Regions from separate parts of the Mus musculus genome. Here regions 1, 2, 3, 4 and 6 are each linked to region 5. Evidence: chromatin contacts called from public HiChIP or PLAC-seq and promoter capture Hi-C data. All regions are on one chromosome and are shown on one strand. The core of a region is the stretch at or near the end of the contact, and the rest is flanking DNA. Distances in the headings are between cores, read along the strand shown. Region 1 has its middle 38 kb from the start of Hmgn2. Region 2 holds the start of Gpr3 (G-protein coupled receptor 3). Region 3 has its middle 26 kb from the start of Gm12974. Region 4 holds the start of Rps6ka1 (ribosomal protein S6 kinase polypeptide 1). Region 5 holds the start of Kdf1 (keratinocyte differentiation factor 1). Region 6 overlaps Rps6ka1 (ribosomal protein S6 kinase polypeptide 1).

Evidence for each region. Promoter capture Hi-C pulls out the DNA fragments that hold promoters and counts their contacts. HiChIP or PLAC-seq counts read pairs in DNA pulled down with a chosen protein or histone mark. Capture Hi-C pulls out chosen DNA fragments and counts their contacts.
Region 1: a contact with region 5 is called in a promoter capture Hi-C map of macrophages, with 5 read pairs. The contact joins the enhancer-like site here to the promoter of Kdf1 in region 5. A contact is called at or near these places in 2 of 39 promoter capture datasets (macrophages and pre-B cells), 1 of 115 datasets of contacts at active chromatin or transcription factors (large pre-B cells) and 1 of 9 other capture datasets (pancreatic islet).
Region 2: a promoter capture Hi-C map of pancreatic islet shows a contact between it and region 5. The contact joins the promoter of Gpr3 here to the promoter of Kdf1 in region 5. A contact is called at or near these places in 2 of 39 promoter capture datasets (liver and neural stem cells), 1 of 15 datasets of contacts at CTCF or cohesin (embryonic stem cells), 1 of 484 Hi-C or Micro-C datasets (embryonic stem cells), 2 of 115 datasets of contacts at active chromatin or transcription factors (embryonic stem cells and pancreatic cancer cells) and 2 of 9 other capture datasets (adipose tissue and pancreatic islet).
Region 3: a contact with region 5 is called in a promoter capture Hi-C map of liver, with 2.5 times the contacts expected there. The contact joins the enhancer-like site here to the promoter of Kdf1 in region 5. A contact is called at or near these places in 4 of 39 promoter capture datasets (embryonic stem cells, hippocampal neurons and liver), 1 of 484 Hi-C or Micro-C datasets (reprogramming fibroblasts), 3 of 115 datasets of contacts at active chromatin or transcription factors (embryonic stem cells, large pre-B cells and microglia) and 3 of 9 other capture datasets (adipose tissue, macrophages and pancreatic islet).
Region 4: a contact with region 5 is called in an H3K27ac HiChIP or PLAC-seq map of embryonic stem cells, with 2.0 times the contacts expected there. The contact joins the promoter of Rps6ka1 here to the promoter of Kdf1 in region 5. A contact is called at or near these places in 4 of 115 datasets of contacts at active chromatin or transcription factors (embryonic stem cells, extraembryonic endoderm stem cells, microglia and 1 more) and 3 of 9 other capture datasets (adipose tissue, liver and macrophages).
Region 6: an H3K27ac HiChIP or PLAC-seq map of stem cell-derived neural progenitor cells shows a contact between it and region 5, with 3 times the contacts expected there. The contact joins the enhancer-like site here to the promoter of Kdf1 in region 5. A contact is called at or near these places in 1 of 39 promoter capture datasets (embryonic stem cells), 1 of 484 Hi-C or Micro-C datasets (embryonic stem cells), 5 of 115 datasets of contacts at active chromatin or transcription factors (embryonic stem cells, extraembryonic endoderm stem cells, microglia and 2 more) and 4 of 9 other capture datasets (adipose tissue, liver, macrophages and 1 more).

The regions. Positions count from the first base shown.
Region 1 is chr4:133,927,345-133,931,636 of GRCm38.p6, reverse strand. No RefSeq gene overlaps it. Among named protein-coding and RNA genes, the nearest start is that of Hmgn2, 38 kb to the left of the region's middle. Within about 2 kb of position 2,331, at least 100 of the 459 cell types and tissues checked have an H3K27ac peak or open chromatin away from gene starts, as enhancers often do. A contact at or near this core is called in macrophages and pre-B cells, where this site is marked.
Region 2 is chr4:133,210,789-133,215,017 of GRCm38.p6, reverse strand. Gpr3 (G-protein coupled receptor 3) reads left to right here and starts at 2,482. Exons shown (of 2, transcript NM_008154.3): 1 at 2,482-2,599; 2 at 3,654-4,229. The coding sequence starts at 3,659.
Region 3 is chr4:133,839,650-133,844,507 of GRCm38.p6, reverse strand. No RefSeq gene overlaps it. Among named protein-coding and RNA genes, the nearest start is that of Gm12974, 26 kb to the right of the region's middle. Within about 2 kb of position 3,222, at least 180 of the 459 cell types and tissues checked have an H3K27ac peak or open chromatin away from gene starts, as enhancers often do. A contact at or near this core is called in embryonic stem cells, where this site is marked.
Region 4 is chr4:133,886,140-133,891,080 of GRCm38.p6, reverse strand. Rps6ka1 (ribosomal protein S6 kinase polypeptide 1) reads left to right here and starts at 3,284. Exons shown (of 22, transcript NM_009097.5): 1 at 3,284-3,511. The coding sequence starts at 3,449.
Region 5 is chr4:133,516,006-133,520,363 of GRCm38.p6, reverse strand. Kdf1 (keratinocyte differentiation factor 1) reads right to left here and starts at 1,401. Exons shown (of 4, transcript NM_133707.2): 1 at 1,312-1,401. It overlaps Gm42323 (predicted gene, 42323), which reads left to right and starts at 506. Exons shown (of 3, transcript NM_001378703.1): 1 at 506-1,264; 2 at 2,103-2,175. The coding sequence starts at 555.
Region 6 is chr4:133,862,717-133,867,474 of GRCm38.p6, reverse strand. Rps6ka1 (ribosomal protein S6 kinase polypeptide 1) reads left to right here. Exons shown (of 22, transcript NM_009097.5): 7 at 246-352; 8 at 1,076-1,113; 9 at 1,570-1,712; 10 at 2,044-2,114; 11 at 2,362-2,450; 12 at 3,405-3,469; 13 at 3,725-3,827. Among named protein-coding and RNA genes, the nearest start is that of Gm12977, 6.9 kb to the left of the region's middle. Within about 2 kb of position 2,569, at least 73 of the 459 cell types and tissues checked have an H3K27ac peak or open chromatin away from gene starts, as enhancers often do. A contact at or near this core is called in embryonic stem cells and stem cell-derived neural progenitor cells, where this site is marked.

The DNA of each region.
Region 1 (4,292 bases), core at 1,082-3,581, 410 kb before region 5:
GCCAAAGGAGAAGAGGACCTCTATAACTATGACTGTTAAAAATGTGGACAGCCCGGGGGCCCTACTGACCACACAAAAAAAAAAAAAAAAAAAAAAAAGTCGCAGCACAGCGCCCTCTACTGGACGGGAATAAATCTCATCGTTACCAGCCTGGGACTGTGGAACTCTGAAATTCTGAAATTAAACCCCTTCATGTATCTGGTGCAGGGTTCAGGGGACTGGAGAGGTGGTTCGGCTTTTAACAGAACTGGCTGTTTTTCTGGAGGACTGGGGTTCGATTCCCAAAACCCACAAGGCAGCTCAGACTGATCTGTAACTCCAGTTCAGGACTTTTGATACCAGCATACAGACATACATGCAGAAAAAACACTAATGGACATCATATAAAAATATATTATACATACATACATACATACATACATACATACATACATACATACACACACACACACACACACACACACACACACATCCTATTCAAGATCCATGAATCCAAAGTGCTTTACAGGAGGCAAGTGAGGCCTGGTTGGCAGGCCTTTTGAAGATAACAACTGTGTGTTTCCCATGCCAAGTATGTAACAATCATGCCAAAAGATACCCAGCTAGCACACTGCACTTACTGGGAAAGGGCCTAAGAATCTACTCTAACAGGAAACATTTCATTCTTAAAAAAACAAAACAAAACAAAAAACTGATTTTATTATATATGTATTTTTAAAGTGTGTGTGTGTGTGTATATGTGTGTGTATATGTGTATATGTGTGCGTTTGTGTGTGAATGTGTGTGTGTGTGGTCTCCTGTGTGCACATGGATGCCATCATCAGACCCTGGAGCTGAAGCTGAGGCAGTTGTGAGCCACCATATAGAAAGAATAGCAAGTTCTCAGGCCTGGCGTGGTGGTGCACACCTTTAATCCCAGCACTTGGCAGGCAGATTTCTGAGTTCGAGGCCAGCCTGGTCTACAGAGTGAGTTCCAGGACAGCCAGGGCTACACAGAAAAACCCTGTCTCAAAAAAAAAAAAAAAAAAAAAAAAGAATAGCAAGTTCTCTTGGCCACTAATTACCCCTGGACTGTCTCAGACCCATCAGCTCCCGAATAATGACACGGAGACTTCGTACTGTTATTTATGAGAGCTTAGACACTATAGCTAGGCATCTTCCTGCTAGCTCCAACCCGACTAGTTCCAGTTCACAACCACAGGGCCCATTCCCTCTCATTATCACTACATGTCTCTATCTCGAATCCTACCCCCGATCGATTCTTCCCACAATTCCTCCCTCTACCCAGAAGTCCTGCCTTTTCTTTCCTGCTTCAGCTATTGGCTATCAGAACTAATCAGAAGGTTATGGAGATGATGTCTACAAAATATTGAGACAGGTGATGACCCATAAAAGTAATGCCCAAGTATGGCCAGTACTTAACTCTCTGGGGGACAGAAATCAACGTTTGATTAATACATAGACACCCTTTACACAGAGTGCAAAATGATTATCCTGACAACTAAGCCTTCGATCCAGCCCAAAATTTCGTGCTTAATATTTTCCTGTCTTTTGTACCCATTATATTCCGTAGGGTCCAAACTACAAGTAGCAAAGTGAGGACAGAAATCAGGAATTGATAGATGTGTGAAATTTAAATAATGAAAAGGTCAAAAGTGTCTCAGCAAAGTTTCGGGGTTTTTTTGTGTTTTTGTTTTGGTTTTGGTTGGTTTTTTCGAGACAGGATTTCTGTGTAGCCCTGGCTGTCCTCAAACTCACTTTGAAGACCAGGCTGGCCTCGAACTCAGAAATCCACCTGCCTTTGCCTCCCAAGTGCTGGGATTAAAGGCGTGTGCCACCATGCCCGGTGCAAACAGTTTTAACAATCGACTCTATAGTGATTAATCTGTAAATATTATTAGAAATTTTGAAAAATAAATGCATTTCTTTCTCTTTTGACAGGGAGTCATTTAGCTCAAACTGACTTTGAACTCCCGACTCTCCTGCAGTATTAATTCCAAATGCAGGAGCTGGAGCAGAGGCCATAGAGGGACGCTGCTTACTGGCTTGCTGTCAGTGGCTTGCTCAGCCTGCTTCTTTAGAGACTTCAGGACTCAGGCCAAGGATGGCACCACCCACAACGGGCTGGGCCCTTCCCCATCAATCACTAACTAAGGAAACTCCACGGGCTTGCCCGCAGCCCGATCTATGAAGGCATTTTCCTGACTCTCTCATTTCAGATGACTCCAGCTTCTGTCAAGTTGGCATAAAACTGGCCAGCACAGCTTTAATCTTTGGGATTTCCTGAATTGTTCTACATACAAGTACAGGGTGTCTGTCTTCTATGCTTTTCCTGTAAACTAACCGGGAAAATCTATTAAAGCATAAAACAAATAGAGGGTGTGGTTGTCTACAGGAGAAGCATCACCGTGGGCTCGGGTAACTGAACCGGGGTCTCCGGTGAGTGGTGCTGCCCCAGGCGGTTGTGGGACCTTTGGGAGGAGTGGTCTTTGCAGGGGGAAGAACTTCATCCGGGCCTTTGAGAGGTTGTAACCCCACTTCCTCTTAGCCCCCTCTGCTTCCCACGTGAGGAGTAAAGTGATCTCTGACCTTCCTGCTCTAACTGCCATTTGCTACACTCCACAGGACTCTCTCTCTCTCTGTAATTGTAAGGCCGACTGAACACTTCCTAAAGTTTGCTTTTGGTCACAGCGGTTTTATACAGCAACAGAAAAGCAACTAATACAGACGGCGTGGGACCCTGGAATTCAAAGAACAAAAACCACCAAAGCCATAGCATCTTTATGATGGCCTCCACCGTTTCCTGTCATTGCCCATCACAGACAGGCTTATCCCATTATGACGTCATGTGTCCCTTCCTTCTGGGACTGCAGCTCAGTGGGAGGGGTTCTTGCCTGGCACACAGCTTGTCACACTTTGGTTCCCAGTGCTGCTGAAAGTGAGGAAACCATATCGAGTTTCTCTTTTCACCAGGCAATGGTGGCGCACACCTTTGATTCCAGCATTCAGGAGGAAGCCAGCAGATCTCTCTGAGTTTGAGGCCAGCCTGCTCTAAAGAGTGAGTTCCATGGGACTGGAGAGATGGCTCAGCGGTTAAGAGCAGGGACTACTCTTCCAGAGGTCCTGAGTTCAAATTTCTGTAACCACATGGTGGCTCACAACCATGTGTAATGATGTCTGACGCCCTCTTCTGGTGTGTCTGAAGACAGCTACAGTGTACTTAGATATAATGATAAATCTTTACAAATAAATAAACAAATAGTGTTCCTATCTCCAACCTGGAAAAGCTTGCCCTTACTAATTTATTATCAGCCCTAAACTACAGTGGCTGGTCCCACTTGGCCCCTGTCAAACATCAATGGCCACCCCCTGTAGTAGTAGTGGCCACAGGCCCCAGCTCCCCCTCCCCCAGCCCTTGCCTCGGAGACCACATGGTTTCTGTGTTCTTCCCCTCAAAAACATGGCAGAAAACCTCTCTCCTTTTCCTCCTGGCACCCAGAAGTCCCGCCTATAACTTCCACCCAGCAATTGGCCTCCGACTTTCTTTACTGGCAAATCAAGAACTAATTGTAGAACAAGACCTTAGCATCAGAACTGCCCTCTTCTTTTCTTTTCTTTTCTTTTCTTTTCTTTTCTTTTCTTTTCTTTTCTTTTCTTTTCTTTTCTTTTCTTTTCTTTTCTTTTCTTTTCTTTTCTTTTCTTTTCTTTTCTTTTCTTTCCTTCTCTTTTCTTTTCTTTTTTTTTCTTTCCTTTCCTTTCCTTTACTTTCCTTTTCTTTTTTTTTTTTCTTTTTTTTTTTTTGAGACAGGGTTACTCTGTGTAGCCCTGGCTGTCCTGGGAACTCACTTTGTAGACCAGGCTGGCCTCGAACTCAGAATCCACCTGCCTCTGCCTCCCAAGTGCTGGGATTAAAGGCGTGCACCACCACGCCCAATTTAGAACTGTCCTTTTCAAGGTCTTGAGTTCGGGTCCTAAGAACCTAGGGAAGCCTGTGTACTAGCATTGCACCCCTAACTTCAGCTTGCTTATGTAGTAGCACTGCACCCCTAATCTCAGCTTGCCCAACAAAACATTGGAGGCAGAGACTACAGACTCCCTGGAAGCTCCAAAGCCAGCCAGCCTGTTCTACAGGAAGTGATCATCAGTATAAGGCCCTCCCTCTAACATACACAAGTTGTCTTCTGACCCCTGAGCTTATTCATGGACATGCACACATGAACACGTATGAACACTCACACATATAAAAAACGTACACACGTATATGTGTCATACACACATAAAAAACATTACTT
Region 2 (4,229 bases), core at 1,233-3,732, 310 kb after region 5:
ATCTGCTTGATCAAAGGCATGCACCACTATTGCCCGACAAATTTTTGTTTGTTGTGTTTTGTTTTGTTTTTCAAGACAGGGTTTCTCTGTATAGCCCTGGCTGTCCTGGAACTCACTTTGTAGACCAGGCTGGCCTCGAACTCAGAAATCCGTCTGCCTCTGCCTCCTGAGTGCTGGGATTAAAGGTGTGTGTCACCACCGCCCAGTTTTGTTGTTTTTTAAATATGAATGAGGTTCCGCATGGGTTCTGGGAGCCAACCTTGGGTCCTCTGGAAGAGCAACACATACTTTTAACTATTGAGTTATCGCTCCAGTCTCATACTTGAGTGTTTTTGTTTTGAGACAAGGTCTCTCTGCATAGCCCTGGCTGACCTGGAACTCACTCTGCAGACAAGACTGGCTTCAAACTCACAAGATCTGCCTCCCGAGTGCTGGGATTCAAGGCATGCGCCTCTGCCTCCTTTGTTTCCCTCTCCTTGACTGTTCCTGTTATGTTTCATCAACCAACAGATAATAGTAACTGAATACCAATTACATATCAGGCACTGTCCCTAGCACAAACCAAACCTAGGCATTATTGTCACATGCCTTATCCTACAGTGGGACAGCCTCAGACTCCAAGCAAACAGTAAAAGGGAACTAGGGAGAGTATTTTGTTGCAGGAGTTCTGCACACCTGAGAAGATAACAAAGCAAGGAGGGAAGGCCAGGGGAAGGTTAGTCGGTCATTTGTGACCGGTCAGGAAGCCCATTTATGGATGAAATGGCTAAAAGGAGAGTTCTGAAGGGAGCTTGCCCATAGGAGCCTGCAGCAGGAGAGCCCCATCTAGCCTGGTCCCACAAAGGCAGAGCCTCCTGTGACCACTCTTCATTTTCTTTGTGCCCTCCTGTGTTTCCCTGACATCCTCTACTGGCCAGATACACCACTGACAGCCAATATACAGCCCCGTGCTGCTAACGGGCCAACTGCCCCCAGCAGTCCCCAGCCGTTTAGACATGAAAAAACAGCTTCAGAGAGCCTAACAGGGCCTCAAAGTCACAGGGTTCGGAAGCGTGGATTAGGCTTGGAGGCCTGACCTCCTCCACCAGCTGAACTCCCCATATCCCGCCCAAACCCTGCCAGTCTCCAGCCCATGCTCTGTCATCTCTGTGAGGCTATGACGCATTCCCTGACTCCTGGCCTCCTTCCTTTCCTCAGCCTCAGACCGACATCCGACCCCTGACTCCCATCACCCTCCTAAAGTCTTGAACATTCCAGAGACGATCAAAGGGAGAAAGGACAGTACTGGTGCCTAGGGTTAGATCTGATGGGGCATTTCCCTAGGGATGGCGCAGGCAGGTCTAGTAAAGAGCAAGTTTTCTTTCTGCCCCACCCCCTGGGGTACCTAAGCCGGTGCTCAGGAAGGCTGCTCTGAGCACGGAGCTGCCGAGTCCTTCTGCTTCCAAGTTCTTCCCGGCTCCCTATCTCCTGCTGCTTCGGGGAAGTGACCACCCCCGCCCCCCCCCAGCCCTCGCTCTGGCTTTTCAGATCCTTGAATAAATAATTGAGGTTTTGAAATCTTGCCAGGCGCACCCTCCCATGCAGAGAGGACGCTATTGGGTCCACATGAGTGACGTCACCCAGCTCCTTATTCCAACCCCAACATCACGGGACCTGTCCTGACAGCAACTTACCTGCTGGGTCGCTGTCCAGTCAGACTTCCTACCCTGTTCCCTCACTCTGGGGCCCACACACAAGTCATTTGGTCTTTACTTCAGGACCCCACAGCTCTCATTTAGCTTCGTCACCTCAGTCCTTTATAGCACTTAACAGGGTCACAGTGACCTGAAGTTCCTTCACCTGCACACTCATCTCCAAAGCCTTGTCACCACTTCTGTTACCCTAGGGTCCCCGAGCTCCATCATGCTGCAGTCATCCTGACAATGCTGTGGCTGTCCTGAGGAGGCCTACACCCCGCTACCGTCAACGTCCCACAGCCGCCATCCTCCAAGATCCTGTCACCGTGCTCATATCGTCACAGCCACCCACCTCCCTGCTCCCTCGTGCTCCTGTCACCGTCGCCTCGGGGCCCTATCAGAGGCAGAGCCTGTCATCCTCACCGGGGACGCCCATTTCGCTCCATCACCTGTCTTATGTCAGCTCGTTTCTGCCACCGAAGGTACTCATCACCCCCGCAGACTATCCCAATCCCTTGACCTCTTCCCACATCCTCTGTGACCTCCCCGAGTCTCTTTTAAGGCTCTCCCACTAGTGTCCCCAAAACCCCCGACCCGCAGAGGGCGCCGCGTCAAGGACAGAGAGCCGGCTCCGGAGGGGGCGGGGCCGCGGCCACGGTCACTTTTTATGAATGGGGGAGCGGGCGGCGCGAGGCCTCATTACTATGCCGCGCAGCACGCGCTGCGCTCCAGCGCGCAGCGCCCATTGGCCTGCTGGGCTTCTGGCGTCACCAAACCGGTGGCCGGGGGCGGGGCGGGGCGGGGTGACTCACGCCGCGTCTCCCGCGGCCGCGGGGGCTTCTTGGGGTCCGCGCACACCTTGCTCTGCCAGAACCTGAGTGGAGGCGCCCCGCGGCCCGGCCGCACCCGGTCCTGAGCCACCGGTGAGTAGTGGGCCCTGCCGCGGGTACCCGGAGTCTGGGAGGACACAGCGTGCAGGGGCGCCGGGCCGGCGGAAGGCTGCTTGCCCCTGCTCAGGGTCGGGGGGTCGTACCTGGGACTCTGGATGTGCAGAGTCTGCATAAGCAGGCAGCTCCCCAAGTGTTCGGGTGCTCTCGAGTGGTATGATGGGGTGACCCGGCAAAGGGTGAGCATTCCTGCGGGACCTGAGGCCCTAGAGGGACGGGCGGTCATCTGAGGTTGGGAGAACAGGAGGCGTCTGGGGCGGGCACCTAGACGTCCGAGTAGCGGGTGGTGTCTTATTTGGGGCTTCGGCTATCCAAGGCAGGAGGCGGAGTCAGGCCCAAGATCCAGGTGTCCGGGCAGAAGGAGGGGTCTGACTCAGGAATCCGGCTTTCACCAGGGGGTGTCTGCTACGGAGACCCAGTGGTTAGGAGGAAGAAGGGGGCAGTGTGTGTGGGGTGTCTGTCCGGAGTCAGAAGTCTGGGAGAGTGTAGGGGAAATGAGTTCCCAGGTGTTACCCTGGGAATGTCGAGTGGGGGCTGGCAAGAAGCTGCACCGGCTTTGCCTGGGGGCGGAGCTTGAGGCTGGCAGTGCCCATGAATCGTGAGGGGTCTGGGAGCTTCAGGAACCAAGTCATCGTGTCTGGTGGGAGGGAGCTGACTGCTCTTCTTCTTGACGTGTTTCCCTCCCCTATTCATGAGCCTATTGAGGGCACACCTTGAATCCTGTGCTTCCCCTATTCACTTATGGTAAGCTTTGATTCACTTCTTTGACCACGTGTGGCCAAGAGGTCTTCAGGACTTAGAGGAATGGAGGGGAGGGTGAAGGGACACAGAAAAGGGATCACCGAGAAAAAGGGACCCCTGTTTAGAGGCCTGGAGGCATCAGAGGACAAAAACCACAGGACATGAATTGGGGGTGTGGGGTGTGCAGGACATCCGTACCCTACCTGTTATCCTGACAGCTTTCTTTTCTCGAAGGGCCTCCTGTCAGGATACGGGCCTGCCAGCATCTCATAGGACCTTTCTTCTACAGGTACCATGATGTGGGGAGCAGGAAGCTCTATGGCCTGGTTCTCAGCTGGCTCAGGCAGTGTGAACGTGAGCAGCGTGGACCCAGTAGAGGAACCCACAGGCCCAGCTACACTGCTGCCCTCTCCCAGGGCCTGGGATGTGGTGCTGTGCATCTCAGGCACCCTGGTGTCCTGCGAGAACGCGCTGGTGGTGGCCATCATTGTGGGCACTCCTGCCTTCCGCGCCCCCATGTTCCTGCTGGTGGGTAGCTTGGCCGTAGCAGACCTGCTGGCAGGCCTGGGCCTGGTCCTGCACTTTGCGGCTGACTTCTGCATTGGCTCACCAGAGATGAGCTTGATGCTGGTCGGCGTGCTAGCAATGGCCTTCACTGCCAGCATCGGCAGCCTGCTGGCCATTACCGTTGACCGCTACCTTTCCCTGTACAATGCTCTCACTTACTACTCAGAGACAACGGTAACTCGGACTTATGTGATGCTGGCCTTGGTGTGGGTGGGTGCCCTGGGCCTGGGGCTGGTTCCCGTGCTGGCCTGGAACTGCCGGGATGGCCTGACCACGTGTGGTGTGGTCTATCCACTCT
Region 3 (4,858 bases), core at 1,973-4,472, 320 kb before region 5:
CTGTGGCTTGGCCTTTTTGTTGAGGATCAGAGGTTGGAGGTCAGCCTCGGCGACATAGCACATCTGAGGCCCGTGTAGTCTCATGAGGTAGGCATTTTTGGTTTCACAGGAAGGAAATTGAAGACGAATGTACCCACAAGTGTCCAAGCAAGGAAGTGGCTAGACCACTTAAAAAAAAAAAAAAAAAAAAAAAAAAAAGTGGGGCTGGTGAGATGGCTCAGCGGTTAAGAGCACCAACTGCTCTTCCAAAGTTCAAATCCCAGCAACCACATGGTGGCTCCCAACCATCCGTAACGAGATCTGACTCCCTCTTCTAGAGTGTCTGAAGACAGGTACAGTGTACTTACATGTAATAAATAAATTATGTGGTTGCTGGGATTTGAACTCCAGACCTTCGGAAGAGCAGTCGGGTGCTCTTACCCACTGAGCCATCTCACCAGCCCCAATAAATTTTTTTTTTAAAGTGCCGGGCGTAGTGGCACACGCCTTTAATCCCAGCACTCGGGAGGCAGAGGCAGGCGGATTTCTGAGTTCGAGGCCAGCCTGGTCTACAGAGTGAGTTCCAGGCCAGCCAGGACTACACAGAGAAATCCTGTCTCGAAAAAACAAAAAAACAACAACAAAAAAAACTTATTTGTTGTGTATGATGTTCATGTGTGTGGGCACACGTGACAGAGCATGTAGGCAGAGGTCAGAGAACATAGTACTGAAGTTGGCTCTCTTCTAGCTGGGGATCAACCTCAGGTCCTTAGGCTGGGTGGCATTGTCTTTACTCGATGAACCATCTCAGCAGGCCTGTCTCCTTTTGGTCTCCTATTTCCTATTGCCCAGGTAAACCTCCATCGCCTTGAGCTCCTCCCTTCAACCCACCCCCACTCCTGTCTCAGGCTCCTATGCGCCAGGCAGGCTGCGTTTGAGTCTATCTTATGCCTATATATGTCCTGTATCTGACCCTCATGTAAAGGCTAAATTTCAACTCATAATGACTCATAAAACCTTACAGTTAAAGAGCCTCAAAGGCCTACACCCAACCCCTGTCTCCTACAGGAAAGCCCTTCAGCTGGGCACCCAGCCCTCCATTAAAAATCACCAGCAGTGGAGAATCCACCGCACCTCGGGGTAGTCCCCCACACCCACGGAAAGTTCCTCCACCCTGAGCTGAGAGAGTCAGAATAGCAATACTTTATTTCTAGAAACAGAGAGAGGGGTTCCCCATGAACTCTGGGGAGGTGGGGGGGAAATGACTCAACAAAGAGAGAGGCCTCATTGGGTGCTGCACCTTCAGGGATGGAAGCGGCCACAGCCATGGGCAAAGGGGTGGAACTAAACTGTGGGAGGACTCTGGAGAGGTGAGTGGGAGGACTCAGCCCAGGAACACATACACACACACACACACACACACACACACACACACACACACACACACACACACACCCGCAGTGCTCCTTTCTGTTCCCCTCCTGCCCGGTGCACCTGGGAAGGCAACAGTGGGGCAACAGTGGGTGGACACAGCCCAGACACCAAGTCAGCGGGATTTGTGGTTTTTCATGGCCTCAAATGCCAAACGGAAGTATACTTTATTATCTTAGTCTCTCCTTCCCTCCCTCCCTCCCTCCCTCCTTCTCTTTCTCTGTCTCTCTGTCTCTGTCTCTCTGTCTCTCTGTCTCTCTGTCTCTCTCTCTCTTTCTCTCTCTCTCTCTCTCTCTCTCTCTCTCTCGTGTGTGTGTGTGTGTGTGTGTGTGTGTCTATATGTCTGTGCATGTTCAAAAAGCCAGAGAAAGCCGGGCAGTGGTGGCGTATGCCTTTAATCCCAGCACTCGGGAGGCAGACACAGACGGATTTCTGAGTTTGAGGCCAGCCTGGTCTACAGAGTGAGTTCCAGGACAGCCAGGGCTACACAGAGAAACCCTGTCTCGAAAAACAAACAAGCAAACAAAGAAAGAAAAAAAAAAAAACCCAAAAGAGGCAGGGCGTGGTGGCGCACACCTTTAATCCCAGCACTCGGGAGGCAGAGGCAGGCAGATTTCTGAGTTCCAGGACAGCCTGGTCTACAAAGTGAGTTCCAGGACAGCCAGAGCTATACAGAGAAACCCTGTCTCAAAAAAAAAAAAAAAAAAAAAAAAAAAAGTGGGGCTGGTGAGATGGCTCAGCGGTTAAGAGCACACACACACACACACACACACACACACACACACAAAAAAAGAAAAACAAAAGAAAGAAAGAAATATGGGCAGGGGATGGTGAAATGGCTCAGCAGATAAGAGCACTGACTGCTCCTGAGTTCAAATCCCAGCAACCAAATGGTGGCTCACAACCACCTGTAATGAGATCTGATGCCCTCTTCTGGTGTGTCTGAAGACAGCTACAGTGTACTTATGTATAATAATAAATAAATCTAAAAAAAAAAAAAAAAGAAGAAGAAAGAAAGAAAGATGGGCAGTCGTGGTTTAATGTTCAGCTCCGGGTACCGGTCAGCAGACCTTGGTAAATACTCAACCTCTTTGCCTTGCCGTCTACCGACACTTTTCTTGTTTGTTTTGTTTTGTTTTTCCAGACAGGGTTTCACTATATAGTTCTGAGTTCTGACTATCCTGGAACTCTCTCTGGCCTTGAACTCTGAGATCCATCTGCCTGTAACTTCCAAGTACTGAGATTAAGGGTGTATGCCACTGCCGGGGGTGGGCAATGGTGGGGTGGGGGTGGGGTGGGGTGAAAGGAGTAGGAAATGTGGGGGTGGGAGGGTGTGGGGTGGGAGGAGCAGGCGTGCTGGGGAGGCAGAGGCAAGCAGATCTCTGTGAGTTCCAGGCCACAGGGTCTAAAAAGCTAATCCAGGACAGCCAGTGTTGTGTTACACAAAGAAACCCTGTCTTGAAAAGCCACCAACTCTCTGAGAGTTCGTATCTTTAAACATGAATTCAGAGTGGCCCTTGGTTTGTGGTGCTGTTGTTGTTTTGGGGGTTTGGTTTGAGTTTTATACAGGTGACACAAAGATGGCAGAGAAGTAGCTCAGGCTAACACATAGCCACGGGCCCCTCCCTCCCTCCCAGATCACAGGCTCCAGCCTCCTAGGTCAGGACCTCTCCTCATTCTCTTTTTGGGGAAACAAAACTAAAGCCATTTGTAAAACCTGGAGAGGAGGGGGCCTCGGTAAAGTCTTTCACAAGGCCTTCGCTCCCCCCTTCCTGCCCCCAAACCGCTCTCCGAGCTCTAGCTCCTCTGTGTGACTCAACCTGAGACTGCTTTTTATAAGTCACTTCCTCTGCCGCTTCTCTGCTGTGGCTCCACACCTGCCCCCGAGGCTGTGGGCGGAGTTGAGAAATCAAGAGGCAGATTACACACGGGTCTGACCTGAGCCTGAAACTTGTATCTGGGAAGGGCCTGTGGCCACTCTCCCCTGGCAGGAAACGCTCCCTGGGGCTGGATTTAGCTGGGTCCAGTCACTCTGACTGTTGCTATGGAGCATTAACTACAGGGCCTCTGCAGGGGCTTCTGAGGGAGGGGCATTCAAGTAGAGACTAACTGTAAAACTTGAGTGGGGGTTGTGTTTTGTTTTGTTTTGTTTTGTTTTGTTTTGTTTTTGTTTGTTTTTTTGAGACAGGGTTTCTCTGTATAGCCCTGGCTGCCCTGGAACTCACTTTGTAGACCAGGTTGGCCTCGAAGTCAGAAATCCACCTGCCTCTGCCTCCCGAGTGCTGGGATTAAAGGCATCCGCCACCACGCCCGGAGAGTTGGGGTTCTTACGCAGTCTTCTGGCCTCTAAACCTCAGATCTTACAGGTAGCTGCAGAGCGTCCTCTGTGGGTCAGGACTGGAATTCCAGCTTCCTGGGAGGCTGAGACAGGAGGATCCAAATTCAATGTTATCTAGAGCAATTTACTGTGACTATCTTAAACTAAAAAGCAAAGATAGGCCTGAGGACATAGCTTAGGGGTATGGTACTTGCTTAGCATAGGTAAGGACCTAGGTTCAATCCCCACTGGGGAAATAGTTGAATGAGAGTTGGGTCAAGGCTCTGGTAGTGACCATGAGCAGAAGAAACGGGAACACAGCACAGAGACTTCCTAACCCAGGCTATGGGTTATCATCCTAATTTGGGAGGTAGAGGCAGGAGGGTCAGGAGTTCCAGGCTGTCCTTGGCTAGGTAATTTGAGATCCTGTTTCTAAACAACACAAACAAATTACCAAACAAAGAAGAATGTCTGCCAGGAGCCATGGCATACAACTTGAATCCCAGCACCCAGGAGACAGAGGCAGGGGGATCTCCATGACTTTGAGGCCAGCCAGATTATAATTTCCTTGTAGATCAGGCTTGCCTTGAACTCACAGAGATCCACCTACCTCTGCAAGGTCATCACATCACAGGACATCTATGCCTGATGAGTTTTCTTCCATTTTCAGGTCTGAAATATACTACCATAGCCCATGCTGACCTTGGATCTGTTATGTAGGTCAGCCTGGCCTCGAACTCACAATTCTCTTGCCTCCTTCTCCTGAGTACTGGAATCACAGGCATGTGTCATCGTGCCCAGGTAAGATCACAGAGTTCTAGCCGGGCGTGGTGGCGCACTCGGGAGGCAGAGGCAGGCGGATTTTTGAGTTCGAGGACAGCTTGGTCTACAAAGTGAGTGCCAGGACAGCCAGGGCTACACAGAGAAACCCTGTCTCGAAAAACCAAAAAAAAAAAAAAAAAAAAAAAAGATCACAGAGTTCTAAAGGAAACCTGCTATCAGTTGCTCACCTCAGAGCAATGCTCTGCCAGGAATTTGGGCTGTGCTGATGTGTTACCTCCAGGGGGCGCAGTGTCCAGGTTTTCCAGCCGACTGGGACAAAGGATTCCCTCCCTAAATGATGACTCAGCC
Region 4 (4,941 bases), core at 2,035-4,534, 370 kb before region 5:
AGGGCACATGTGGAAGTCAGAGGACAATCTGGGGCGTTAGTTTTCTCCCTCTACCCTGTGGATTCTGAAAATCCAACTCACATCTTCATGCTTGGTGGCAGGACCCTTTCTGGGATGAGTGAATTTGCCAGATGTTTTGAGGTGGGGTCTTCTTTTTTTTTTTTTTTAAGATTTTATTCATTATTTTATTTATTATTATATGTAAGTACACTGTAGCTGTCTTCAGACACACCAAAGGAGGGCATCAGATCTCATTATGGATGGCTATGAACCATCATGTGGTTGCTGGGATTTGAACTCAGGACCTCTAGAAGAGCAGTCAGTGCTCTTAACCACTGAGCCATCTCTCCAGCCCCGAGGTGGGGTCTTCTGTAGTGGAGAACTCAGTAAGAAGCTCAGGATCCTTCTGCCTTCCACCTCACAGGAGCTGCAATTACAGGCATAGATCATCACATCTGGCTGTATTTAGATTTATTTTCTTTTTCTAGGATACAGTCTCACTATATAACCCAGGATGATCTGCCCCAGACTCAAGTGCTCTCACCTTAGCCTCCTGAATGCTGGAATTCCAGGCTTGTTGCCACCATGCTGAGAGGGCCTGGTGTGCTATTCATAACTCTAAATTATATATAGGGTTACAATGACTTTAGTCCTAACTGCAGACCTAAAAGATTGAAGTTATAATTCCCAATTTTCAGATAAAGAAGCTGAACTTAAAGACAGGAGTTGTTGGCCGGGCGTGGTGGCGCATGCCTTTGATCCCAGCACTCGGGAGGCAGAGGCAGGTGGATTTCTGAGTTCGAGGCCAGCCTGGTCTACAGAGTGAGTTCCAGGACAGCCGGGGCTATACAGAGAAACCCTGTCTTGAAAAACAAAAACAAAAAACAAAACAAAAACAAAAAAACCAAAACAAACAAAAAAGACAGGAGTTGTCCAATGCTTAAAGAGAGGGCAGGTCTGGAATTCAAATCTATGGGGTTTTTTGGATTCCAAAGTCTTTTCTACTCAAAATGCAGTTCAAGTCATCCATTCCACTAAAGGGGAGACTCGGGATAAGGGGGCATGTAGATTTTCGAGAAATTGGTGTCGACTTCATTGTGTATGTGTGTGCACGTGTGTCTGTATGCATGTGTCTGTACATATATGTGCATGTACATATACACATGTGTGCATGTGTCTTTGTGCCTGTGCATGTATGCATATGTGCATGTAAATGTGTGTTATATGTGCATGTGTCTGTGTACACGTCTGCATGCATATGTGCATGTCTGTGTGCATGTGAGTGTATGCATGTGTGCACATGTCTGTGTGCATGTGTCTGCATGTATGTATGCATGTGTCTGTGTGTATGTGAGTGTATGCATGTGTGCACATGTCTGTGTGCATGTGTCTGCATGTATGTATGCATGTGTCTGTGTGTATGTGAGTGTATGCATGTGTGCACATGTCTGTGTGCATGTGTCTGCATGTATGTATGCATGTGTCTGTGCATGTGAGTGTATGCATGTGTGCACATGTCTGTGTGCATGTGTCTGCATGTATGTATGCATGTGTCTGTGGTACCTGTGCATGAGGATGTCTGAACATGTGCATGTGAGTGACCATGTATGTCTAGGCTACAGGTTTATCTTTTTATTGTGTGAGTCTCTCTTTGAACCTGGAACTCACCTATTTGGCTTGCCTGGCTGACCAATGAGATCCTGTGTCAGTAGCCTCCGCAGTGAGATTATAAATGCTTACTGGGAAAACAGCATCTGTTTTTATTTCTTTTTTGATTTAATTTAATTTTTGATTTTTAGACAACATCTCTATTATGCAGTCCACACTGGCCTCAAAGTCACAATCCTCTGGCCTGAATCTCCTGGATTAAATTTATTTCTATTTATTCATTTATTTATTTACTTAGTTGGGTTTTTGGGGTTTGGGGGGTTTGTTTGTTTTGTTTTGATACAGGTTCTTACTGTGTAGCCCTGGCTGGCCTAGAATTGGCTAAGTAGCCCAAGCTAGCCCTGAACAGAGATCCTCCTGCCTCTGCCTCCCTACTGCTAGGATTAGAGGCGTGAGTGACTTCTCTCCACTTAAAAATGTACTGCATTAAAATGTCTTTATCGGGGAAGGTTGTCCCTGTGCACATTTGTGGAGGTCAAAGGACTGCTTATGAGTTGGTTCTCTTCCACCACATGGGGCCTGGGGATCAGACTCAGGGAAGGCAAGCTCTTTTACCCATTGAGTCCATCCACGGACCCACCCCACACTCTTTTAAACACCAGTGTGCTCCTGACCTGCTGTGTGACTTCGGATAAATAGCTTAGGGTGTCTACTAGGATGGGGTGGAGTCTCAAAAAAAAAATCACAAGCTGCCTGAAGGTGGAGGTCGGAGATACTCAACACGACCTGGCCGGCAAAGCCTGGGTTCCATGGCCATAACCAAGCAAGGAAACGTAACAAAAAATAAATTCCCTATCAATGACGCCTGTCTTCGCTGGAGGCTTTTAATAAACGAGCCAGCTTGTCTTTCACCTGAGAGTAAGTCTCACGACACCTGGGGCCTAAAATCTCCTTAAGAGCAGGCCAAATCTTACTGGAGAGAATCCTGATCCCACCAGAACTGGATTTTGCCTTCTTTCCAGGGACTCCTGCTCAAGTCAGACCACAATCTGGTCTGCCACGGAAGAGGCGCGGACCTGGCCTGAAACCAGCGCCCTCAAGTGATAGGGCACAACAGACTAGGAAGGAGAAAAAAAAATGCGTATTAGGAAATCACCCTGGGGGCGCTGTGGGTCCTGGCGCTGGCTGGCTTGGGACCCGGGGATCACATGGAGACCCCAAAGTGTGGGCTCCCGTGATGTGCACAAGCTTTCGGAAGGGGGCGATCCTAAGGGCTTGGAGAGCTGAGAGCCAGAGGGCACAAGGCCCAGGCTCCTTCCACGCCTCAGTCGGGATCAGGCCCAGGACGTCCCATGTAAATGTGGGGTGGCAGCCCCTCCCCCTGGAGGGAGAAGGCACATCTGGGTTAACATCCCAAAGGCTGCTAGGACAGGACAACGGAGGCCCCAGCGAGGTCTGCAAAGCGGCACAAAGCCCGGGAAAACGGAACCCGCGGAGCCTCCGGTGGGCAGGGCCGACAGTGGGCTGGGGTCTCTCGTGAAGGCAAGGCTGACTCCCGGCGCGTTGGGGGCGGGGGTCCGCGCCGGGAATGCCGCGCCGTGGGGGGACTGGGCGGGGCTACTCAGGCCCCGCCCCCGCGCAGGTAGCCAATGGGCGCGGCGGCGCCGGGTGACGGAGCGAGCCGAAGTGCGAGTGCCGCGGCGGCGGCGGACGGCCCATCCAGAGCGCGAGGGGCTCAGGGGCGTGCGGGGGTCTCGGTGTAGCAGCAGGGACCCCGTGGCCCAGAGGCAGCGCTGCCCGGGGCCGCCGGGAGGAGCGCGGGCGGTCCGGCAGCGGCGCGATGCCGCTCGCCCAGCTCAAGGAGCCCTGGCCGCTCATGGAGCTGGTGCCGCTGGACCCGGAGGTGAGTGAGAGGGGCGGGGGTTGGGGGGACAGGCGGCGGCGGCCGGCCAGCCCGGATCCGCACCGGGGCGGGGCGGGGGCGGCCCGCGGCGTCTCTGCAGCCCCGCGGGGACGTGAGTGCCCTCCGGTCTCTAGCTCACTGTCCGGCTCCACCCCCTTGTGCTCCGGGTGTGCGTGTGTAGGGGATGGTTCTGCTGGGCTCTCAGTACCTCCCTGCAGTAGCCAGGAGAGGAATCTCCACGGTGTGTTGAGATCTGACACCTAGGACCCATCCCGCTTATCATCTTTTAGTAGCTGTGGGAGTTGCCCCAATCAGTGCAGAAGGGAGAAAGGCTTGGGTCAGATGTCTAGGCTTCTACTAGAGACAAGGATCATGGGAATCCGGTTTCTCACCTTAACCTCTCCCCAAGACCTCTCTTCGTTCCTCCACTTCTGACCTTAGGAAGGTAGCCCTGCTGAATCCCAGGCAGTTATGGAACGTGGGACGATACCACCTCTGGAGTTGGAGCCTGCTTTCCTTTGCCCTAAAGCTAATGACACCGGGTCTTCCTACTTCAGATTATGCTGAAGAGTGGGGAAAGTCCTTAGATCTTGTGAAGACTGTCTCTGTAGAAGAGACTCTGCCTCCGTCTTCCTCTCTCCCTCCTTCCTTTCCTGTAGAAAAAGGCTGAGCCCTTGGGCAGTATGGCTTCTGCCACCTAGCCTTTCCCAGAAGCAACTCCTGTCTTTTTTGAGGGCTTTGTGGTCCAACCCTGAGCATGCAGGAGGCCACTTCTGTGCTGTCCTGTCACCCTGGGATCAAGGTCAAGTTTTGAACCAGCAACTTTAAAACTTTCCCTGCTCTCCTGCTGCGAAGGAGGCAGGTGAAACTCTGCCTTCCTTCACTGGAGCTGTTTTGGGGTACAGGAGGCTGGGGTACAGGAGACCTCACTTGATCCCAGAACCTAGATGCTTTTTCTCCTGGCTTGAACCCCTTTACCTATGCTTGGTACCTCAGGTCAGTCACTGTGAGCCCTGTCTCTCAGGACCACGGGCAGAGAGAGGATCCACAGTGAGATCCCCAAGTCTCCAGGCACTCAGGGCATGCTGCCCCTTTAAAGGGATGGGCTACACTGGCTATTGGAGGGTGGGCGCGGCTGGATTAGGTAACCAACCTGAAGGCGCAATTTGGAGTAAATTGTTCTGGGATCCTTGCCACGGGGGTTTTACAGGCCCTACACAGGCGCTCAGAGGCTGTCTGGCTGACTCACCCTCCTAGGTGAGGAGCACTGCTCTCTGCAGCCCCTGGTGCTCCCCCCACACTCCCCAGGACTGGGGCACAAGGCCCCAGGGAAGGCTCAGAGGTGTACTCCTTGGCTTGGGCACGCCCCTGCCACCTGGGCCTCCAGAGGAAGGGAGGCCTGACCTCGGTATGGCTAGGGAGGGACTCAG
Region 5 (4,358 bases), core at 152-2,651:
GCCAGGCAGATTCTTTGAGTTCAAGATCAGCCTGGGCTACCCAAGAGAGAGACCCTGTCTGAAACTTAAACAACCAAGCAGTCAGCCTTCCTGTTTGTGGTATGAATAGTGCCTTGCATGAGCGTCCCTTCAAACCATCCATCTACACCTTCCTTTTCCCACGATTGTCCCTGGTCCATCCCTCCTGACAACCCAGTGACACTGCTCACTTAATTTAGTGGGACCAATTTTTGCCTCAATTTTGGCCTGGGACAAGAGTCTTGGACCCAGCTTCCTCATCTTTAAATAGGTTCATCTTAGAGTAGTGAGGTGGCCCACGTCTGTAATTCCAGCACAAGACACGATGAGATGATGAGGACTTCAGAGTCATCCTTGGCTGAATATTGGGCCTAGCCTGGGCCATATGAGACCCTATCTCAAAAAGCAAAACAAAATATATATTAAATTAACTTAAATATAAGTAAATAATAAACCAATGTGACGTAAAATAAAAATGGAAAACCTCATCTCTCAAAAGAGGAGAGATTAATGTCCTTCTAACCCTCTACGGAGGTATGGGGGTTGGGGGTGGAGCTCCGTGTTTAGCAAAAGCCTGGGAAGACACACTCTTGGCATTCTCTAACTTGGCAGCGTTCGAAGGCATCGCAAGGATGCCTCAAGGTCTGATGGCCCCAGGATTCTCTGATTTCTCACTGCCTTCGCCTTTCCGACAGTCCCCACAAAACACAGAGACAGACGGACAGACAGACAGACTCGGGGGCTCTCCATGGGCCCTCCTCCCTGTGTCCCCAGGACGAGCCGGCTGCAGCAGCCTCTGTCCAGGCAAACGTATGGTCAGCGAGCCGCGCTCAGCTCTGCTCAGCTCGGGCGCAGGGTACTGTGCACCCCCCTGGCACAGCCCCAGCCACTGTCTCATCTGCAAGCAGGAGCCGCGCGCGTCCAGGCGGCAGGGCTCGCGTTGCCGTCGGGGCGCGCACCGCCTCGCTTGCCACCAGCGCCGTGGCCCGCGACTCCCGACGCTGTTCCACGCACGGTGCTGGGTCCTAGCACCCCAGGGGCCTCTCGGCCCGCCCAGCCCAGCCCAGCCCTGCGCCCGTTCGGGCCGCTCCGGCCGGGCCCCGCGCACCCCGGAAGTGGACGTCGGGGCCCGAGGAGCAGGGCCCGCGCCCCGCCGCCGTCCAGGCGCGGCCTCCAGGGTCACCCACCCGGGGCTGCACCGCCCCGCGCCCCCGCGGACCCGCGCCGGCCTTACCTGCCCAGCCAGGTGAGCCGCCTCCGCTCGGCCCTTCCCCCGCCCCCCTCGGCACTCACCTGGGTCGCAGGTAAGCGTCTCGCGGGAGCGCGGCACGGGGCGCCGCTGGGGACACACTTCCTGCCTCCGCCGAGCGCCGCCGCGCACCTGGCCGAGGCCCCGCCCAGCTCCGGCCCAGCCAGGAGAGTGAGGCCCTGAGAGGGGCCATCATCGGGCAACAGTGCTTAGGTCCCCTCTCTGCTCTATAGTCCAGTGTCCTGGAAGTATCGGAGAGCCCATGGGGCGCCTACCGGGCCGCAAAGCTCCTACTTAAAGGGCATGCATGCCTCCTGGGAAGCCGTCCGGGCCCCTGAGTCCCTAGCTCTGTCATGTGGAACAGTTCTCTGGACTCTTTATTATAGTTCCCAGCAGACTGTTGCTTTCCTGTCTTTTGTCTCCTCCTTTTAGCCTCTGACCTTGAGGGTAAGGTCTGGTCTTGTTTCCCTAGTACAGCGCCTGGCACATACCAACTGCTTAGTAAATATTCTTCACTGTTTGAATAGCTAGGCAATGATCTCTTGTCTATCTATCTGTCTGTCTACATATTCACTTATTTAGGTTTCTCTTTTTTTACATTAAATGTTTTTATATGTATGAATGTCTTGCCTGCTTGTACATCCATGCACCACTTGCGTGCCTTGTGCCCACAGGTAAGGGAGCAGAGGAGGGCATGGGATGCCCTGGAACTGGAGTTACAGAGGGTTGTGAGCTGTTATGTGAGCACTTGAGAGTCGAACTGGGGACCTTGGAACTTTGAAGAGCAGCCAGTGCTCTCTGAGGCAGAACTCTCTCTTCAGCTCCTCTTACCTAGGTCTTCCAATACAAGATCCTGGGAAGACCAGCCATATCCTGTCCTGCTTCGAGTCAAGATCAGCCTAGATCAGGTATGTTCCCAGGGGTGCAGCCGTAGATTGTTCAAGTTTTCTGAGACAAAGTCTCATGTACCCCAGGCTGGCCTCTAGCTCCCTATGTAGCCAAGGCTGCCCTTGAAGACTTGCTCCTCTTATCTATGGAGTGCTGGGATCACAGGCATGCGCCTCCACAGCCAACATAGTCCCTGATGTCTTTCTTGCTCTTTTTGAACTGTTTGACATGGGAGCAAGTCACTTTCCATTTTCCAGTGTCCCCTCTGTAGATATAGACCTCTCTAGCCAGATGTGGTGGCACATGCCTTTAATCCCAGCTCTTTGGAGGCAGTAAGGTGGACCTCTGTGAGTTCCAGGCCAGCCTGGTCTACAGAGTGAGTTCCAGGATTGGCAGGACTATGTAGAGAGACCCCATCTCAAAAAAACAAACAAACAAACAAAAAAAACCATGAGGGGCATGGTGGCACACACCTTTAATCCCAGCACTTGGGAGGCAGAGGCAGGCAGATTTCTGAGTTTGAGGCCAGCCTGGTCTACAAAGTGAGTTCCAGGACAGCCAGGGATACACAGAGAAACCCTGTCTCAAAAAAAACCAATAAATAAATAAATAAGTAAATAAATAAGTAAACAAACAAACAATTTTAAAAGGTACCTCTGTCAACTGGGGAGGACAAAGAAGGTCACACATGGAAATGACAGGTTTGGGAGAGATCCCTGTGGCAAGTTCCCAGCAAAGGCCCAGTGGCAGAACTTCCCACAGTCTATCACACTTCCTTCTGGGGCAAGGATGGACAAGGGGTACACCATATTCCCCTTTGGAATTCAGAAAATGAGCCACCTTGTGTACAGTGGCACTTCTGCAAACTCTAAGCCTAGCAAGGCCTGTTCTAGGGCACATTCGTGAGACGCTCTTGCAATGCCGTGTACGGGACTGGTAGAGACCCGTTCAGCCAGGTGTGCACACCTTTAATCCTGGCACTCAGGAGGCAGAGACAAATGGATCTCTGTGAGTTCGAGGTCAGGCTGGTCTACAGGATGAGTTCCTGGACAGCCATGGCTACCCAGAGATACCCTGTTTCAAAAACCGAAGGAAAAAAAGAGAGAAAGAAAAGAAACTCTTCAGCAAGGTGTGCTGCCACCGTCTGTCATCCCAGCACTTGGACGGTGGAGGCAGGAAGATCAGGAGTTCAAAGCCATCCTGGGCTATAGGAGACTGAAAAGCCAAACCAACCAACCAACCAACCAACCAAGAACAATTGTTCATGATGGCCTCAAAAAGGAAATACAAACACCACTGACAGGAGATACAGAAGTGCAGAAAGTTCAAGCACTTTATAGAGCGTAGGAAACAAATGGAGGCCGGAAGTATGGCTTACTGTGCTAGTGGAACACAGTACGAAAGGCCAGTCCAGGAGTTCATATGATAGGGGTCCTTCTCATGTAGTCCAAAAACCAACCAGAATTGCTATGTGTTTAGGCACAATATTAGGCTGAATCATACAACATTGCTGTTATTTGGGCTACTTTGATCTAAAAATAAAAAAGTAGCAAGTTCATTTTCTCCAGCCTATTTCATAAAACAAAAAACAAGACTCAGTGGGGCAGATGAGATGGTTCAGTGGGTGATGGTGCTTGCAGCCTGATGTCCTGAGTTCCAATCACTGAAGGAGAGAGCCATAGAAGTTGTCCTTGGACTGCCACAAGAGCTTCATGGCATAGCCCCTAAATGAATAAATCAATGGGTGAGTGAGTTTTAGTGGTGGTGGCTTAAACCTTTTAAGTTGTTTTTAATTTTGTGTCTCTTGTGAATGCAGGTGCCCACTGAAGCCAGATGTGTTAGAATCCCCTGGAGCTGGAGGTACGGGCAATGGTGAGCTGCCTGATGTGGGTGCTGGGAATCAAACTCAGGTCCTCTGGAAGAACAGTGTATGCTCTTAGTTCAGCTATCTCTCCAGTCACTGCTGTTGTTCGGAGACAGGGTCTTGCTATGTAATCCTGGCTATCCTCAAACACTCAGAGACCTACCTGCCTCTGCCTCCCAAGTATTGGGATTCAAAGTGGACATCACCACACCCAGGTAAATCAATATTTTTTCAAATGAGAATGATAACTGAGTAGGGGGCACATACCTATAATCCCAATACTCAGGAGGCTAAGGCAGGAGGATCATGGGTTTATGGTCAGTCTCAGCTATTTAGTGA
Region 6 (4,758 bases), core at 1,320-3,819, 350 kb before region 5:
CTGCAGAACTGCCCATTTTCCCCCGGGGGAAGCAGTTTATTCCAGTCTTTTATTCCTGGGTGTTTCCATTCTTTGCTGTTTCCAAGCTGTAGCGCAGGGAGTGACTTGTGTATTAGAGAAAGATGTGTTGCATTGACTGTGTCCCCAGGGTAGACCCTCCACACCAAGAGGCCCTGACTGCTCAGTAGGCCAGCTCCTGGGGAACGGGGTAAGCCAGCTGACGGGTGTGTCTTTCCCTGTTGCAGGTCATGTTTACAGAGGAGGATGTGAAGTTTTACCTGGCTGAGCTGGCACTGGGCCTGGACCACCTGCACAGCTTGGGCATTATTTACAGAGACCTCAAGCCTGAGAAGTGAGCAAAGCCCCTGCCATACTGCTGATCTCTCCTGGGCACAGGGACTGCTCTTGGGCCCTTTTAGAACAGGGCCATTTGGGAGATGCTGTGGCGCTCCCAGGAATTTATCTCTCTTTGGGGCTGTCAAGAGGGATGGGTGGTTGTCGCAGGTTGTGGCCAACAGCAGGTTCACTTTAGGTAATTAGGAATTGCCTGGTCGGTACTGCTATTACTAAAGGCTGCAGCCCAGCTGTGGCCCTACTCCATTCCCCTTCCTTTTGGTTTTTCGAGACAAGTGCTTTAATCCCAAGTGCTGGGAATAAAGGCCTGCGTTACTATCACCCAGCTCTAAAGATCATCTCTCCATCCGCTTATCCTGGGGGTTTCGCATGCACTGCCTTCCGGTGCTGTGTTGAGAGCTGGGATAGATTCTGGTGGTAGAGTTAGACACACCCCAAGTCAGGCATTGCGGTACTCAACTGTAGTACCAGCTGCTAAAGAGGCCGAGTCCAGGAGTTCGAAGCCAGCCTGTACAATGTAGTAGAATTGAAAGAAAGACAAGTTCCCTAGCCATTCTAAAGGAGTTACTTTCCCGAGCTTCCATCCTTCCACTTTTCCTTGAGTAGAGTTGGACCAAACCCTTCTTCTGGTCAGGCCCAAGTCTCTCCACCCCAAGGTTACTGCTAGAACCTGCACAGTGCCTGCAGCTAAGGATTCCTGACTCCTGTCTCTCTGTTACAGTATCCTTTTGGATGAGGAGGGCCACATCAAACTCACTGGTGAGTGAAGGGCACCTGCTCCTTTGGGCTCTGGGGAGGATAACCAGGCTCTGTCTGATAGGTCTCAGCTGATGGCTGTGTTTCCTGGGAGACGATGCCAGTTACATACATGCCAAAAACCTAGGCCTTGTTACTTAGTTATTTTTTGTGTGTGTATGGGAGTTTTGCCTATATTTGTATCTGTACCTCATGCATGTGTTGCCCAAAGAGGCTAGAGTTGCCTGCACCTGGTTGTTAACCATCGTGTGGGAGCTGGGAATGGAACCTGGGTTGTCTGGAAGAACAGCCAATATTCTTAACTGCTGAGCCATCTCTCGAGGCTCCCTAGGTCTCAGAGCAGACTGAGCTCTCACTGACAACCTTGGTGATACCTGGCTCCGGTCAGAGGAGCTAAGTGTGGTAGCCGTGGGCGTGGCAGGGATCCTAGAAGTGACTTCTCTGCCCTCCATGCTGCAGACTTTGGCCTGAGCAAGGAGGCCATAGACCATGAGAAGAAGGCTTACTCCTTCTGCGGGACAGTGGAGTACATGGCGCCCGAGGTTGTCAACCGCCAGGGTCACACCCACAGTGCAGACTGGTGGTCCTATGGGGTGCTGATGGTGAGTGTCCGGGCTCTGCTGCACACTGTTGTACTTTGTTTCCCTCGAAGAGCCGCGGGCTTTAGTCCACCTGCCTGAAGTACCACCCCTCACCTAACTTGGGAACTCTCCTCTGCTTCCTTCCTCTGGCTTTAGTGCTGCTCCTGGGTTCTAGGTTGGGAGGGGGGCAGAGGCAGGCACAGGCCTTGCTGCAGCTAGACTTAGACTGTAAAGTCTTAACAGGCCAGCAAGAATCCCCGGACTGCAGCAGGGTAGCCCGGGAAGGAGGGGGAGGGATGTGTGGGAGACAGAGAACAAGGCCACACCTATATGTTTCCTTTTCCCCCCGAAGTTTGAGATGCTGACGGGCTCCCTGCCCTTCCAGGGGAAGGACCGGAAGGAGACCATGACCTTGATTTTGAAGTAAGCACCAACACTGCCTGGCCCTCCAAGTTCTCCCTAATCCCACCCCAGTTGCAGGGCCAGTGAATTGCTTTTTCCCTGTCTGCAGACCCTTGCTGTCTGCCAGGGCCAGTGGGAAGTGTTCTTAATGTCTCTGGGAGGTGAGTTAGTGGCTGGCTTCTCTGGACTGAGCTGGAAAAGAGAAAGGGAAGGGGCTCTGGGACTCCTGGGTGGGGCTCAGCCCTGATGAGACCTGTGGCTGTTCCAGGGCGAAGCTAGGCATGCCCCAGTTTCTGAGCACGGAAGCCCAGAGCCTCCTGCGGGCCCTGTTCAAGAGGAATCCTGCCAATCGGCTTGGTAAGCAACCCCAGCTCAGAGGAGGGGACATGGCGGTGAGGATCAGGGTACAGCTGCAGCCTAGGCCACGGGGCCACATCTAGGACTGAAAGGAGCTGTTGTCCTTTGTGTGAGCAGACAATGCTGCTGGCCACCCTATTTTCTGGTTCCATGTATGGTGCTGGGAGGGTGACCTGTGTGGGGGGAAGGCAGGAACTGAGTCATTCATACCCCCTCAGGGACAAGGACACAGGCCCCCACACAGCTTCTCTGCCAAGGTTGCTGGCTCAAGGGAAGGCGCAGGAGCTTAGGAGCGAGAAAGGTCTCAGGCCTAGCTGTGTCTGTCCCCGCTGCCCGGCACCCAGCAGTACTGTAAACATTTGCTGAGGGATTGAATACGGTTTATGAGCCTGCGCTATGGCAGGGGACCCCACCTTTCCGAGCCCCAGGTTCCTGTGTCAGTGGAGACACTGATTCTGCCCTGGCTCCCGGGGATCTTTGATGAGAGAAGGACATTCCTGTTGTTCAGTGAAGTATACAGTATTTGCCGAGGTTTTTGGATGCTGGCTTTATCTGGATCACAACCAGCTAAGGTCCAGTCCAGGTCCCTGGGTTGAATCGAATGAGCGTTTGTCTCAGGGATAAAGACGAGAGGCAGTAGGAAAAGAAGGGCAGAGAGGAGGGGGGCCTGTGGCGGGAGTGGATGAAGGCCCTTGTTAGATCTCAAAAGAAGTCAGTCCAGCTTCTGTCAGGATTAATGCTTGGACAGGCTTCCCGTCCTGCCTGGCCCCTCCTTCCTCAGTACACCAGCAGAAGCTCCGTAACATAGGAAATACTGAGCGGGCTCCAGGCTTCAGGGTAGTGGGTACTGACGCAGGACATGGTGAACCCCTGCTGCCCTCCACGGTAGCAGCTGGTCCAGAGCCTGGAAGACAGAATGGGTGTCTGAGGTTGGCTTCATTTGGCTTCTTTCAGGCTCGGGCCCTGATGGGGCAGAGGAAATTAAGAGACATATCTTCTACTCCACCATTGACTGGAATGTGAGTGCCCGTGCCTGTGCCCTGTGATGGACGCAGGAAGGGTGGGGGAGGGGCCCCTGCCAACCGTGGCCTCAGCTGTGGGAGGTAGAAGGTGAGCAGCCCTTAACATGCCCTTGGAGGGGTGACTTCACGCCCTTGAAGGCTGCTCTCCCTTGCTGTTATCCACTGAGCAGCATAGCTTCTACTCTTCCTGTCGGGGCTGCTAGCAGGCTGTGGGGTCACCATGGTGACCAGAGCATATACCCCACCTTACAGAAGCTCTACCGGCGTGAGATCAAGCCCCCTTTCAAGCCGGCTGTGGCCCAGCCCGACGACACCTTCTACTTTGATACCGAGTTCACGTCACGCACACCCAGGGGTACGTTCCTGACCTGACTTGTCTGTCTTGGGCTGGGTAGCAGATCTTTGGGGAACCCTGGGCTACAGAGGTGATCGAGGATTCTGGAAGCCCAGGTGTGTGGGTAGATAGGCAGTATCTGGCCCCGTGGGCTTCATGCTCCATCCTGACTTCATGCGACCCGACTACTTCCATGGGCTTCTGTGGGCTGCTTTGTTTCTCGGTGAGGGACTGAAGTGTGGGGGTGGTTTAGGCCACAACAGGAAAGTCAGGACCCCCTGCCCCAGGCATCTTCCAGCCCACTGGGACCACTAAACACACAAGGCCTGCACTTGCATCAGACATGAGGAATCTGACCGGGCAGACCTGTGATGGAGAGGCCTCGGCAGAGCAGAGGAGACGGTGCCCACAGGCTGGATGAGCTGGGAAACCTGACGTCCAGCCAGATACTGCCAGTGGGTGGGGAGGTGTGTGTTAGTTCTGAGGTGTCTTTTTTTTTTTTTTTTAATTTATTTACTTATTTTATGTAAGTACATTGTAGCTGTCTTCAGGCACTCCAGAAGAGGGAGTCAGATCTCATTACGAATGGTTGTGAGCCACCATGTGGTTGCTGGGATTTGAACTCCGGACCTTCGGAAGAGCAGTCGGGTGCTCTTACCCACTGAGCCATCTCACCAGCCCCTGAGGTGTCTTCTTAGAGGGTGATCGTTCCCTCTGTGTAACTTGCACACCATTGTTGACTGGAAGCGCATCACTTCACAGCTGTCTTGTCTTCCCCTTATTTATCTGCCAAGTCCATACCAGGTCCCCGCTCTATGCCAGCCGTAGTGAGAATGGTGGATTGTGAACCAGACAGAACCATGTAGCTCAGGTGTCAGTGGGAAGGATTATAGAGGGTCAGAGGAGCGACATCATCAGGTAGCCTTCTCAGGGAAAGGAAGGTAGCTAAGAC